Linked DNA regions of Triticum aestivum: region 1 is linked to region 2. The links are chromatin contacts, called in public Hi-C maps. All regions are on one chromosome and are shown on one strand. Each heading gives the region's core, a stretch centred on a gene start, on an enhancer-like site or on the middle of the called end of the contact. The rest is flanking DNA. Distances are from core to core; before and after follow the strand shown.

Region 1 (3,065 bases), core at 240-2,739, 140 kb before region 2:
TGACCACCATTCATAGAAGGAGGAACCAATGGCAGGAGAAATTGTTGAAAGACCAACCCAATTAAGGTCTAAGTCTCAAATGATGTTGGAAATAGAACAGATCATAAACTCGTTTTGTTCTTCTAACAGAGTGCACGCCATTCGATCTTCGAGCAAAGCTTTTATCAGCCCTGCAGTGGCAGCACACGTAGGGAACTGGTGCTCTCACACACCCTCACCATCGGACCCAATTCGGTTGTATAATGCCTAACTGAACACTTAGGTGGCATGCGAGTGGGTCATACTAGGACAGGCCTCTTTGGTTCAACAATTCTCAAAGGAAAGAATATTCTTTGATAAGTAGAGTTTTTAGTGATTCAATAAATGTATCAACCCTTTTAAAAGATAAATCACAACAAGATAATACAATCAGCAAAATATTTACACCTACCTCTACATAATAAGATATACACATCATACATATCACACTTATTACATCCAAATGAAGGCATAAAGCAATCTCAAAGGAAGGACAAAACAACATAAGGTGAGAGTGGGCCGATACGAAGACTACATCATCATCCATCACGGGTAAACACCATTTTGACTATCCGCTCCACATGGATTCATGTCGCTATAGCCGATCCGCATTGCTCCCCTCACTGAAGAATTATCACAACGTGAGTACATGGATAAAACACAAGATAAAAGAGACTAGAAATTTGAGCGACTTTTCTTTTGGTGTAGATTTGACATGAAAACCACACAGAAGGATACATCAAGCCGACCTTGTTTTTGGTTGTTCACGAGAATTGAGTAGCGGGTTCTCATGAAGCCCATCCAATCCAAATCTGAATAGATACCCCCCTCCCTTGTGTTATGATCCTCCACCTCATACATATGCTCACTTACAATTCAATCCTTTTTGTACTTCACTTTCATCGAAACATGCCTTTACACATTGTTTCCATGATTCTAATCTTTTTTTTGCATACCAGGGTCGAAGCCTTGAACTGGCACAATGACCCTACTAGTAGTCGACTAGTGGCCGACAACTAACAGCATTTTCATTAGTCAACTGTTTTTGGATCCAGACATCCACACACATTGGTAATTTGTTGTTATATATCAAATGATGCCCGCCTAGGGTTTGGTAGTGTATATACTGTGTGTCGCCTTGTGTTCTAAGAAAAATTGTTATTTCTTCAGCTTTCCAATTTGGATGATATTGTTGAATAGGATAAGATTAACAAATAATTGGTAGACATGTTTAATCAAGATTCTTTCTTCTCACAATGAGCGCAACCCCCTCCCCCTCCACAAAAAAAGAGAGGTTGAAAACACCAGCACATCATTATTATGCACATTTCCATTTTTATTAAAGTTAATGCAAAGCAGTGATGCCAAATACTACATCGAGAAGCATTAACGTGCGCACAATGTGCGCCCTCTCACAATGTACACGTCGGACTAGGTACGGGACAAAAAAGTTCGATTCGTTGAGAAGCAAGAGAGAGAGAGATTGGCCAGCTCCCAGCCCCCCGTCCCCATAGGCAAGCCTCCTCTCTCTCTCCTCTCTCGTGAGCCCTCTCTCCCCCGCGACTCCTCGCCGCCGCCGCCGCCACGGCCACTCGCGCCGGCCGATTCCGTCGAGTCCGACAGCGGGTGGCAGACTGAAGACCTTCCCTCGCTCTGCTCCTTCCTCCCATCCCTCCAGATCCGGCCTCCCGCGCTCGCTGCCGACCCTCAGCCATGGCTAGGGTTACGGGCGCGGCGTCCCCTTCGTCGCCGGCGAGGCTTTGGCGGCCTGCGGTGGCTCGTCCCGCCCACGTGTGGCTCCGCCTCATGGACGTTCCTCTTCAGCGGCGTCGCCGGACTAGCTCCACGCGCGGGTTCGCCAAGGTGAGTGCGATGCTGATGAGAGACGGCATCCGAGGACATCATCACGCTCAACTCGAGCTGCTCCCCCACCGTCCCGCAGCCCGCTGCTGCTCCCACCCCCCGCCCCCTCTCCTCTCCCGTCGCCGGGAAATGGCTACACCACCAGCTCCGCCGCCTCAACGTCCTCGACCACCAGGTGCCTTCCCAGACCCGCGGTCTATCTATCCCCCGTTCTGCTCGATTGTGCGGATTTTTTTTCCAATGTCGATTTGGAGATGAGCTAGCAGTTTTCGATACGATCAAATTTGCTGGACTAGCCTTGTGGAGTTTTTTTTTCCGTAGTCGGTGGATTCGTCGAGAAAATTAAGCCTTTTCGTGTATCAGCTTTGATGTTTCTGTATAACAGGTTAACCAAAACTTTGCAAGTTGATGCTCTCAGGGTAGGACTCCGAAGTCTGACAAGCACTTCCGCTTCAACCAGAGTCACCTACAGCAATAGGTGCTCCAATGCATATTCGACTTGTTGTGCTACAGAGCCAGTGCTCCAATGCATATTCGACTTGTTGTGCTACAAAGCCAGAAGCGCTACCAGTGGAAACACCCTCATCGGATATGCTTGTTGATTCCTTCGGGAGGTTCCACAACTACTTGAGGATCTCCTTGACTGAACGCTGTAACTTGAGATGTCAATACTGCATGCTTGCCTTAGTCTAGAGACATTAAATATTAGTTTGAACACATTGGTTCCTGCAAATTCGGAGGCAAAGAAAGTCCACTGAAGAAGCTCTCTGTAACTGCTATTTAGTCTTCAAACACACATGCCTATTATATCATGGAGGACTATTTTAGTGAGCATTGTTAAATAGTAGTATATGGAAGATGTGGCTTCAACTGTCCGAAATTTCCACTTTGAGCTCACAAGTAGTTATTTCTGTAAGCCATTGTTCTTGTTCTCTTTCTTTTGTTTAGCCCTTTTCTGAACTGGCATAGGTTTCGTTGGCAACCTTCCCCTACACCACAACCTATGTTCCATAAGCAAGTTTATTTATACTGCCCAAAATTTACTAATATGGGTTGGATCATGCATTTGCAACTTATAGTGTTTGTTCTTTTTATTGTGCTATTAACTCAGCACCTTACAAAAGTTGTGTCTTTGAAATAATGGTCAAACTGCTCTCTGCAGTCCTATCATTAATTATGATTTT
Region 2 (2,867 bases), core at 304-2,803:
ATCTGTAGGCCTAAGCCGTACGGTGGGCTGGGAGTCAAGAACCTGAGGACTTAAGGCCTGGCCATGCGCGTTCGCTGGGAGTGGCTCAGGAGGACAAATTCCTCAAGGCCTTGGCAAGGGCTACATCTCATGGTGGACAAAGAAGCCAAAGCGGTGTTCGACAGTCTGGTCCACATCGAGGTTGGAGAGGGCAGCAAGATCTTCTTTTGGACGGACAGATGGATTCACGGGTTTGCGGCAAAAGATATCGCCCCTTTGATCACCGGCATGGTGGACAAGCTCACGAAGAGAAAAAGAACAGTCCGGGATGCGCTTTTCGAGGACTCCTGGGTCAATGATATCACGGGCGAGCTATACTTCACGGCCCACCTGCAGCTCATACACTTGCAGCATGCCTTGGCGACGATCCAAAGGAATGCTTCGGACGATGATGCTTTCTACTGGCCCTGGAGTGCCTCGGGTTCCTATAGCACTAAATCCACTTATAGTATGCTTTGCCAGGGCATGACTCGGTTTGCCGCTGCCCAATGCATATGGAGAAGTTGGGCGCCCCTCAAATGCAAAATCTTTGCATGGCTTGCCTCTCAGTATCGGTTATGGACTTCGGACCGACGTGCGAGGCATGGTCTCCAAGATACGGCTTCTGCATGTTACACATGCTACCAAGAGGAGGACACAACAGACCATATCCTCGCTGGATGCGTCTACGCGAGACAAGTTTGGAATGGCTGTTTCTGGCTGCTTCAAATCAACGTCCAAATTCCAAGCTCCGAGGATACTTTCATGGTGTGGTGGGACAAGGCGCGGAAGTTCTTCCATGGAAAGCTCAAGAGAGGTTTTGATTCGCTTGTCATCCTGACCGCGTGGCACTTATGGAAGCAGAGGAATGCTCGGGTGTTCAACCGCAATGATCAAGTCCGCTCGGAGACCAACCTTGTTCATCTCATACATGACGAGATCAAGCTTTGGAAGAAGGCGGGCCTAGGAGTTGAGGGGTTAGATCCTTTCGTGAGAGAGTAGGCTTTTGTGTTTTTTTTTAGGAGTAAGCGTTTTTGTGGTAGGCTTCTTCGTCCAACCGCGAAGTCTTATACAATTTTTTCTTTTCTTCTATAAAGATAAGGTAAAGGCGTACTCTAAAAAAAAATCTTCAAAGGAGGAGGTCGCGACAGAGACGTCATGGGCATTTCCAGGATACGGCTAACGTTTGTTTGTTCCACTGATGCCGGCACGGAACGGAGAGAGAGAGACCTTGGACCGGTTGGAGGGCTCCCGTCGTCGCCGTGATGAACGTCTGACAGCGAGCGAGCCAGTTGCCATCGGACATGGATTGACCGACGGAGGGAGTACGTAGGAGTAGTATGTACCGATACGATGCGACGCGCTCCCGCTGCTGCTTGCTAGGCTGTTGCTGGTACTACGGCGGCGGCCGACTAGCCTAGCCGATGACGCTGCGGCGCGGCGCGAGAGAGTGATGGGCTACTCGCTACTGGTGTGGCCGATAGAATGGTACGCCCCTACCGCCTCGTTCCGCACACCTCCCTCCTCCTCTCTCATAAAATCGGGAGACCTTTCCCTCCCTCCCTCCCTCCATCGTCTCCTCTCGTCCTACTCACACTCCACCTCCCCTCTCTCCCTCCCTCCCTCGCCGCGCCGTGCTCCCTCCACTCCACTCCCATCGCCCCAGGGCGCACACGGGATCGCGCGCAGATCTGTGCCCCCCATCCCACGCGCTCGCCTCCCACTCCCCGCCTCCCCGCGGCGGCCTGCCTGGCTTAATTTCGCCACCAATGCGCTCTGGGTAGGGCATGAGAGACACTGGCGGCGGCTTGCCGGCGGACCAATTCACATCCGGATGGAGCTCAGCGTCGCCGCCGCAGCCGTGGAGCTCGGCAAGCGGGGCCGCCCCGAGGACCAGGACCACGACCAGGAGCAGGACCACGGGGATGCCAAGCGGCTGGCGCTCGTGCCGTGGCCGCCGCACCAGCAGCACCCCTCCTCGCGGATCTACCGCGTCTCGCGCGGCTCTGGCGGCAAGGACCGCCACAGCAAGGTCTACACGGCCAAGGGCATCCGCGACCGCCGCGTCCGCCTCTCCGTCGCCACCGCCATCCAGTTCTACGACCTGCAGGATCGCCTTGGCTACGACCAGCCCAGCAAGGCCGTCGAGTGGCTCATCAAGGCCGCCGCCGCCGCAATCGACAAGCTCCCCGAGCTCGACGCCGCCGCCTTCCCCAACCACCCGGCCTCAGCCTCAGCCAACAAACAGTCTTCTGCTCTTCACGCGGAGGCCGACGGCTCGCAGCTCCAGCAGCAGCAGCTCACCAGATCGGGCTGCAGCAGCACGTCCGAGACCAGCAAGGGCTCCGTCCTCTCGCTCTCTCGCTCCGACAGCCGCGTCAAGGCCAGGGAGCGCGCGCGCGACCGTAGCGCCTCTGTGAAGGACAAGGACGACTCGGTCACCGCCGCCGTGCGCCGCCGCGCCCCCTCGGCGCAGGCGGCTTCCTTCACCGAGCTGCTCACTGGATTGGCGGCCGCCACCCCAGCTGTTGCTCAGCACAAGCAGCACAACTCGTGGCAGCAGATGACCGCGTCTGCCACCGCGGACTACCTCGGCTTCTCCCAGCCAAGGAAATCCGGGCACGGGATGCTGCACACCTTCGCCTCCCCGGCCCCGCACCTGGGCAACATTGTGCCCGTCGCCATGGCCCCGGCGCAGCACTTCAGCTTATCAGCCGGCGGCGGCGATTCGCAGACGGACATGCCGCACTTCTCCTTCTCGCAAGACCACTACATGCCCGTCCATGCGGCGCCAGCGTCGGCTCCGGCAGTAGACTACAGTCTCAACTTCTCCATGTGCTCGGGTCTTG

What was found. A called contact is a pair of places that touch in the nucleus more often than the background predicts.
Region 1: a Hi-C map of leaf shows a contact between it and region 2, with 2.5 times the contacts expected there. The contact joins the promoter of LOC123188741 here to the promoter of LOC123188740 in region 2. A contact is called at or near these places in 4 of 5 Hi-C or Micro-C datasets (leaf and root) and 1 of 1 datasets of contacts at active chromatin or transcription factors (leaf).

What each region holds. Positions count from the first base shown.
Region 1 is chr2A:383,507,989-383,511,053 of IWGSC CS RefSeq v2.1, reverse strand. LOC123188741 (auxin response factor 3) reads left to right here and starts at 1,489. Exons shown (of 5, transcript XR_006495152.1): 1 at 1,489-2,056.
Region 2 is chr2A:383,370,717-383,373,583 of IWGSC CS RefSeq v2.1, reverse strand. LOC123188740 (transcription factor PCF6) reads left to right here and starts at 1,553. Exons shown (of 2, transcript XM_044600974.1): 1 at 1,553-2,867. The coding sequence starts at 1,853.